Regions from separate parts of the Anas platyrhynchos genome. Here region 2 is linked to region 1. The links are chromatin contacts, called in public Hi-C maps. All regions are on one chromosome and are shown on one strand. The core of a region is the stretch at or near the end of the contact, and the rest is flanking DNA. Distances in the headings are between cores, read along the strand shown.

Region 1 (4,271 bases), core at 1,638-4,137:
AAGTGTGCGTGAACCCCGAGGCCCCTTGGGTAAAGAAACTACTGAAGCGCATTGCGAGCACGTAAGTTGCTTTGCTGAAGCCCCTTTGGCTCGTGCCTGCAGTCCTGGGAAGAGCTTAGAGGAACGAGGGCTCCCAGGGGGCTGCTGGGGCTCTCTGTGGAGCTGAGGGACCCCATCCCATGTGTTACCACCCCTAGGCTGTGCTCAGCGTGGTTTGTGTGCGGTGCTGCGCCTCCAAAAACATCTTGGGGGGGGGGGAGAGGGGGAAAGAATGTTTTTTGGGGAAGAAAATTGTGTCAGGAGCTGTCGTGAGAGTGCAATGGTGCTTCAGTGCTAGGCTGGGAAAATTTCCTCCTGCAGTGTGCCAGGTCCGAGGCAGAGCGGGGGGGGGTGGCTGTCCCTGCTGGGGACACCAGCCCTGGGGGAAACGGCGGTGACCTCCTCCAGCTCGGGCAGGAGCTTCCTCCCCTAGGACCCGTTTTCTTCTGCCTTCACACATTGCTCCTCCTTCTGCTTTCTGCAGGAAGAAAAAATAAGTTTCCTGCTGAGGAAGTTGATGCTCAGAGCCCCGAGGCAGCCTGCCAGATGATGCACAGGCGTGGAAACCTGGCGGCTCCTCGCTCTGCCCCTGCTTCCCCCTTTCCCGAAAGCCCGAGCCCCGTGTCCGGCCCTGTGGCAGCCGGGCTGCTCCCTGCGCGCACAGGTGGGCGAGTGCTGAGAGGGAACTCTTCCTTGGTTCCCCTGCCCGTGCTCTTTGAAGTCTGTGCTGTTCGGGGGCTGTTCCCACCTCTCTCGGAGCAACTTTGAGAGCACTCATCCACAGAGCGTGCGTCTTGTCTCTCGAGTCAAATAAAATCTGGGTTTTTCTTTTGTTGTATTTCCCCTGGGTCTTGCCTTGAGCCTAGTTTTGGAGATGCTCCGTGGGGCTTTGGTAAAAGCTGTTGGAGCTTAGACCCGAGCTTTCGTTCTGCACCCGGGGTGCTCTCTGACGGATCCGTGGCTGGCAGGCTGCAGGTGGAGCGCTTCCACTGCTGGTCAAGGGGTGAAAACCCCTCGGGCACCAGGACAGAGACACACAGAGGTTTGTGCAGGGCAGCAGCCTCAGCTGGGATGGGTGGTGGGGGGGAAGAGCCAAAGCCGCTGTCCCCAGAGCTCAGGCCAGGATGTGCCTGGTGGGGGGAAAATCAGCTTGTGGGGCACGGATCTCATGGCCCTGCTGCTGTTCCGAGGTGCTTCGTGAGCTCGCCTCCTGCTGATTCTGACTGTCCCGAAGTCAGTGGGGAATATTTTTTAAGTGCTACAGCTGGCACACCAATAGTGCCCGTGCAGAAGGTTAAAACACCCCAGGGAACTCCAGCTTTGCATGGCCGTGTGAACTAAGAACAAGCGAGGGGGAAAACGACGAACGTTTTTACCAGACCCAGCTTCTCAGGAAAGGGAAAACAGCGCTGGTTTCGGGAACCCCACACCCCCCTGCAGCGCTGCGACCTTGGCGAGCACCCTGAGCGGGGAAGGGCGGCGGGCAAAAACCACCCGACCCCGGGGCCTCCCGCCTGCGCCGCCGCACTTCTCCTATTTTCCGGCTCAAATAGGGGGGTGCCGGCGGGGCCGGGGATGGGGCCGGCATGGCAGCGTGGGTGGCCTTGCTGCTGGGGGTGCTGCTGGCGACCCACCGCCCCGGGGGTGCAGGTGAGGCCAGGGGGCTCCCCGTGCCCCCCTTCCGTCTGCGGGGCTGCCGGCAGGTGGGGGAAGGTTTTTGGAGGGGCGTCGTGCTCTTTTTCCAGGGGCTGAAATGTTTCTGAGGCTTTTTGGCAAAGAGGTGCTGGCCCTGGGAGGGTTGGGGCGGGGGGAGACGCGTTTCCCGGAAAGGGTTTTGGAGAGGAATGGGATGGGAGAAGCAGCCGGGGGTGCGTTTTGGGGTGGTGTGCGAGCCCTGTGCCCCTCCAGCCCTCCTGGAAGCCAATGGCAACCTGAGCTGCCGCTGCGCCAAGACCACGGCCGCCTTCATCCACCCCTCCAAGTACGAGAGCGTTGAGGTCCGGCCGGTGGGGAGCAGCTGCCGGCGCCTGGAGGTGGTGTAAGTGGCTGCGGGGGGCGAGACGCTGCTCCCCTCCGGCAGCTCCTGCCCTCCCACACCTCCCCTGGCCACGGGAAGCGCCGGGAGGGGGCTCAGTTCCCTGAGCCTCCCCCTGGGGGGCTGGAGGTGGCGGTGCCGAAACCCTGCATGTTTTCTAGGATTAAGCTAAAATCCCTCGAGAGGGTCTGCGTGGATCCCAACGCCCCCTGGGTGAAGAAACTCCTGCAGGACCTCCCGAAGCTGTAAGCAGCCCCGGCGGGGATGGGGGTCCCCAGGAGCTCTGGGAGCCCTCCCGGGGTGAGCTCTTCACACGTTTTCCTCTTCTGCTGTCGGCAGGAGGAAGAAAGCTGCTCCTCCCTGAGGAAGCTGCCGCCGCCGGGACACACAGATGGGTCCTGCCCAAATCTGGGCAGCCCCCAGCCCGGAGGTGCTGCCGTGTGATGCCCCGCGGCTGTTTTCCCCCGTTTCATACACCTAAACCCCTGCAAATGCCCACACGTGCTTCCCTTGCCCCCTCCCCACGGTGCCGTTCCCCGCCGCCCCTCGGCACCAGCAAGAAGCGCGATGTCCCCTCCAGCACACGCATCCAATAAAGGTTGGATTTACCACCCCCGTTACCGTCCCTGGCGTCCCTGCAGCTTCGCTGGGTGTTTGTTGAGCCCGGCTGCGGGCCGTGGCCGTGCTGGGTTCTGCATTTCTCAGTGGCGCTGCGGGGCGGGGAGGTGCCTCGGGCCACGTGCCGAAGGGGGAAGCGACGGCGGGGAAGTCGACGCCGGGGGCGCGGGGCAGATCCTTTTCCCCCTGCGTTTCCCTACCCGCAAAATCCCCGCTGGGGCTGGCTATAAAGCGTCCTGCCCGCGGCTCGGGGCGGGCGGCGAGGATGCGGCTGCAGCCGGTGGCGCTGGCCCTGGCCCTGCTCCTGAGCAGCCTGGTGCCAGGGGACGGTGAGTGATTGTGGGGCCCGGGCGGTGCTGTTGGATGCGTGGGGCTTCTCCGAGCTTTCGGATTCCTCCTTCTCCTTCTGGCAAGCGTTGAACTCAAAATTTCATCTTCTCGACCCGCCGGCTGAACCGAGGGCGTGCCCGGGGTGGGATTCGCATGGTGGGGTTAAGCTGCTCCTCTTCAAGGCACTGCAAGGCTGAGCGCTCGGCGGGTGGGCAGGGAGCAGGTTTAGTTCCGAAAACATCAGCTGAGTTGAAGCTAAACCCCGCTAAATGCGTGGAAAGAGAGATGGGAAGCTCTCTGGGGAGGGATGAGCCTTGCTTCAGCCTTGCGCCTTCCAACGCCGCCTGCTTTTGCCTTTCTCTGCTGTGAGCCCCGCTAAACAGCACCGCGGGGGGACGGGACGGGGACTGGGGACAGCGGGGGGGGGGATGTCCCCATTTGTCCCCCCCCAGCTGGGGACTGAGCCCGGGACATGGGCTGCTGTGGCTCAGGGCTGTCGCTGGAGAGCCTGCTGACCAACAAGAGGTGCAAGTGCATCAAATCGACCGCCCAGGTCATCAGCTTGGGGCTGATCCTCGCCATCGACGTTACGCCGCCGGGTATCCACTGCAGGAGGAAGGAGATCATGTAAGTGCCGAGCTCAGGGCCCGGGCGGTGCAAAAACCCCAAAGCTGCCCCTCTCGGTACCAGGGCTGTGCTCGGGACAAACCCCGGTCCCAGCTGCCCTGCAACCCCGCCGGGGGGGCTGGAGGGGTTTTCCCTGCAGGTGGCGGCGCGGTTGGGAAATCTTTAGGGGAAGAGGCTCCTGGCGGGGGGCTGAGCGGGTCCGGTCGCCTTGCAGCCTGTCCCTGACGAGGAGCAGGAAGGTGTGCGTGGCCCCCGAGGCGCCCTGGATCCAGCTGCTCATCCACAAGCTGACGCAGAGGAATGGCAGCAGGAAGGAGGCGGCGGCGCGGTCGCGGAGGGATGCGGAGAGGCGGCCGCTGGCCCCCTGACAGGGCCCGGACCCCCTCCCCAGCACCCCCCGCCTCTGCCCCTGCCCCGCTACGATGAGAAATAGATGAGCAATAACCAGCCGCGGTTATTTATCCGCCCCTGGGGACAGCAGTGGTGTCACCGCCCCGCGCCCCTGCTGCTTCCCACCGCTGCCCCTTGTTCCAGCGGCCCCGCTGCTCCCATGCATGCTGCCAGCCCGGCCCGGGTGCTGCTCAATAAAAGCATGAACGCGCTCTCCCTCCTTGTGGCAGCT
Region 2 (3,982 bases), core at 891-3,390, 45 kb after region 1:
AATCGCCAGTGTCAGATATATTTTTTTCATCTTTGGTTTGTCTTAAATCATTCTTCCTTTCTTAAGTAGTATATAGTCTGTTCTTACATCGCATTGTCAAGATAAAGAACCTATCCAGTGCTGTTGATATAGACTAATTGGTAGTAGGCATGCTAACAAATTCTTTTTCTCTCAACAGAATGAGCAAGAAGCTGAAATAGCTCGAGAGAATGGAGCTGCTGTTGTAGGAGGAGTTGAATTAATCAAATGGGTATTTATTTATTTTTTTAAAGAATTATCTAAATTAAACATTGTAGCTTGTAACAGTGACCAAGTGGGGAGGGAACAAGGAACTTCATGTCCAGCCAGCTCTAGCTTGAGGTTAGCAGCCAATATAAAGAGTAAGATACTGGCTTCTGTGCTCTGACATTTTTGTACATAAAAGTTGTGTACTTGGTTAATTTATTGTGTTCCTAAATATATTTTACTTTGTTTTATTGGAGATTTTGGAAGATGAAATCCAAGTGGACTCCTATGTAGCTGTTCCTGCAATAATGCCTAAACTAATACCGTTAAGAAACAAGCTGAGACGAAAATACCCCAGCACAAAAAGAAGTAAGAAGCATTTTTATTTTTTTTTAATAGATCTAAGTACTGGAACAAGATTAACTCTTGAGGTGATTTTTTTTTTTTATGAGGACATATAATTACACTGAGTATTTGACTGCATATGACTGAGCCACTCCTTTTGTCATATGTGAAAGTTGTTTTAGGAACCTAGTACTGTGCCTTTCCCCTACAACAAAAATGTTGGGATTACAGTCAAGGTAAGTTTGTCAACTAGTTAATATCTAATCAACTGTAATAGTACTGCAAACTTTATGTAGTGAAGTTATGTAGGAAAATAGAAACAACTCTGGGGAAAAAAGATGTTCACTGATAGTTGCGCTGTCTGACTGTTGTGCAGTTGTTTGGATCCCAGCCACATGACTGCTCTATGTACTCGTCTGTGCTTCTTAATAACAATATTTATGTTTCTTGTTAGTATAACCTGTTAGCTTCTCTGTGTGGTCGCTCCCTTTTCATTATGCTCAAGGAACTTCCTATTCAGATCGGGTTCTCACGGCATCAAATGTCTCTGAATATTTTGTCTGCCTTGCTGACTTGAATTATTTTTGCTGTATTTCGGGGTGTCTTCCTAACACAGGAAAAAAGTTATTCACGTGAGCTGTGTCAGTTGCATGAAACGCGAAATCTTGAACCAAATTCCCTTTCCCTGCTGCTCTAACAATGTTTTTACAGGCTGCAGGCAGTGTTTTTAGCCTCCTAAATGTTTGAGGCAAACATACAAACCTGTCCAAAGCATTGCAACAGGATACTCCAGATGTTCTGGGGACAAACAAAAGCTATATTATGCCATTACAGACTTGCTTGCTTTGTAGGTTACTGGTGGCTGCTTTCTCTTGGAGCCGCTCAAAGGCATATGGGAGAAATAATACTTGCAGTTGAAGCAACTGAGTGGTGCTGTAAATCTGTCAAATGAGCTGCAGCTGAGATAACAAAACAGCTGTCTTGACTTGTTCAATGGCTGGACTGGGCCAGGATGTTTCAGGTAGTGTGTAATCTTGGTATTGCACAGTTGCGGAGTGTTTGTTTTCAAGGTAGACGCTTGGGGCTTATTCTAAATTTAACTCAGTAGGTTCTGATCTTCCAAACTAATTATATTAGGAATTAGGTAATAATGACTGCTTATGTACACTCTTCACAGGTTCTTTATTTGGAGTGAAATCTTCCTTATTTATTTATTTATTTTTTTTAACTCTATCTCCTATTAATGTCTGCTGATTAATGAGGAAGGAAGGAATATAGAGAGAGATTTTCATAGGAGATGTGTGAGGATGCAGTTGTTCATGAAACTACATTTTTGTTTGGAGTTTAACTGCTTTAGCTGAAACATTGAATTTTCCCTTTTCTAGTAGTATATTATGCCCTGCTCATAAACATTAACCGGATTTTTTTTTTTTTTTTTACTTAGATTCCCTGGGCCACGATATCCCCAAAATGCTGCAACTCTTTAGAGAAGGTCTAGAGTACACGGTAGAAGACGAGCGCTTAATCAAGACAAGAATAGCAAGAGTAAGTATGGAGAGTTCTTAAGTGTTCTCTTCTGAGCAGAGTTGAAATTAGTATTAAAACAGGTAAGAAAAGTTTTTGATCTGTGCATTTTCAAGATTTTAAGTGTTGTTTCACTGACTAAAAAGAACTTTACTGTTTCTTGCGCAACGTGCTCAGCTGATGTGAGCCTTGTGTGTCACTGAAGTATGGTGATGGAAGCTGGTTCCACTGAGAGCAAGACATATCTAATGCTGAGAAGTTAAGGATGCCAAGAGTGGGATCTCTGGATCAAGCTGTATTCACATGAACCTAATAATTAAAGGCTGGTTTAATTTAGGGAATTTTTAGTTGTGGTTTGATTTTAAGAACTTTTAGTTCTGGTTCAGGGGAGGAAACAAACCAACAGTTTGCATCACACCTGAAATATAAAATTAATCTGAGCTTTGACTACTGTCATAAGAAACTGGGTTATTGAAGGGAGGTATCTTATCTCTTGTTATAGGCTCTTGAGCTTTTTTCCTTTTTTTTTTTCCCTCTTCCAAATTGTTTTACTTCCATTCTGTTTTGTCTATTTGTAATCCTACCCGTTTTTAACTTTAACTGATACTGGTACAGAAAGGAAGTTCACAAGACTTCTGTTCTCTGCAGTTCTGTCTGGTGATATTAGATAAGCAAGTTTGTTGATTTTGGCTAGCTCCTGTGAGTTGTACATATGAATTTAAAGGACTTGTTCTTCTGTACAATATCTCAAAACTGAGGTATTTGGGACTATTCTCCTAAAATATGTTATGTATTAGATTCTCATAGAGGCAGGAGGTATCTTTAGCTGTCTCTAAGTGTGATGTGACTATATAAAACACTTAAAATCCATAGATAAAATGGAAGAAGAAAAAAAAAGAAAATATTTTCAAGTGTTTTGCGTGTATTCTACATCTTTATTTTTTTGCTTTGGACTACTTTAATTTTAATCCTCTTGATCAGCCTTTAAAATACCTGCAAATTAAATGTCTTTTAAAGTTCTTTTCACACTTAATCTAAAATTTCTTTTTTTTAATAACAATCAAAGCTTGGATAGTTTGACAGCATTCCATGCAATTGCAGTTGGTCGTACTAGGTATAGCTCTTTACTGCTGTGGTTAGAGTTTTTGAGACTTAAACCACGTCCTGTTACTGCCATGAGCTGCTGGTGTTACAGGGCACCTTAGGTTCTTTGTCTGGGCGGCTCAGGCTCTGCATTTCTATAAGCACTTCTGAAGCTATGGTGCAGCCAGAGATGTCATCTTTTTTTAATTATAATTAGTAAATAACAGGTTCTTGTGAATGAGCTCTTAATCTTGGATCGGAAATAGCGTGCTGGGGGTTTGCTTGTGTGCAGTTGAGCTGTGGTAAGGTAACATCAGCTCTGTGGCAGAGGTGACTCCACCGCAGTGGACGTGACGTGTTCGGGGAGTTGGACGCCGGAGGATGACTGTGGTTACGGCTCGTGTAAAAGGTCTCCACCCTCAGAAGCTGCTCTCCTGCGCCTGACCTAGTTGTGCTGCTGGTTGTGCAGCGCCGCCGGGAGGAAATCTGGCACGGGCAAGGCTCTGGGAGGTGGTGGAAGCCTGAGTGGTTATGCATGTCTGCTCACCACTAAATCAAGAGCTCTTTAAATTTAAACCTTGTCAGTGAGAAAATAATCATTTGTGAATTACACAGAAGCGTAAAGATCTATTGCTTTGTTCCAGGCAGTGGCGTGGATGTTTCTGGGACTCTGCCAGGCCGGTGTTTCTCAGAGAGCTTTTCTCTTCAGTGCTGCTTGCTGTCTCATGTTGCCTGTTAGCTCAGTCATGGCCCATAGCTTGAAGTAACGCCGCCCTCCCACATAAGTCAGCAGCCTCAGTGGTGT

Evidence for each region. A called contact is a pair of places that touch in the nucleus more often than the background predicts.
Region 2: a Hi-C map of small yellow follicle shows a contact between it and region 1, with 2.7 times the contacts expected there. The contact joins the enhancer-like site here to the promoter of LOC113843481 in region 1. A contact is called at or near these places in 5 of 8 Hi-C or Micro-C datasets (F1 follicle, liver, skeletal muscle and 1 more).

Annotation. Positions count from the first base shown.
Region 1 is chr4:19,065,251-19,069,521 of IASCAAS_PekinDuck_T2T, forward strand. LOC113843481 (C-X-C motif chemokine 13-like) reads left to right here and starts at 2,888. Exons shown (of 3, transcript XM_027456098.3): 1 at 2,888-3,021; 2 at 3,514-3,649; 3 at 3,864-4,251. The coding sequence starts at 2,958. The coding sequence ends at 4,017. All of the region lies in intron 3 of LOC106018832 (growth-regulated alpha protein-like), which reads left to right. It overlaps LOC101800964 (alveolar macrophage chemotactic factor), which reads left to right and starts at 1,584. Exons shown (of 4, transcript XM_027456101.3): 1 at 1,584-1,689; 2 at 1,948-2,077; 3 at 2,236-2,319; 4 at 2,414-2,699. The coding sequence starts at 1,626. The coding sequence ends at 2,438.
Region 2 is chr4:19,110,996-19,114,977 of IASCAAS_PekinDuck_T2T, forward strand. It overlaps MRPL1 (mitochondrial ribosomal protein L1), which reads left to right. Exons shown (of 10, transcript XM_005025129.6): 6 at 179-250; 7 at 483-594; 8 at 2,015-2,115. Among named protein-coding and RNA genes, the nearest start is that of MRPL1, 10 kb to the left of the region's middle. Within about 2 kb of position 2,141, at least 2 of the 8 cell types and tissues checked have an H3K27ac peak or open chromatin away from gene starts, as enhancers often do. A contact at or near this core is called in small yellow follicle, where this site is marked.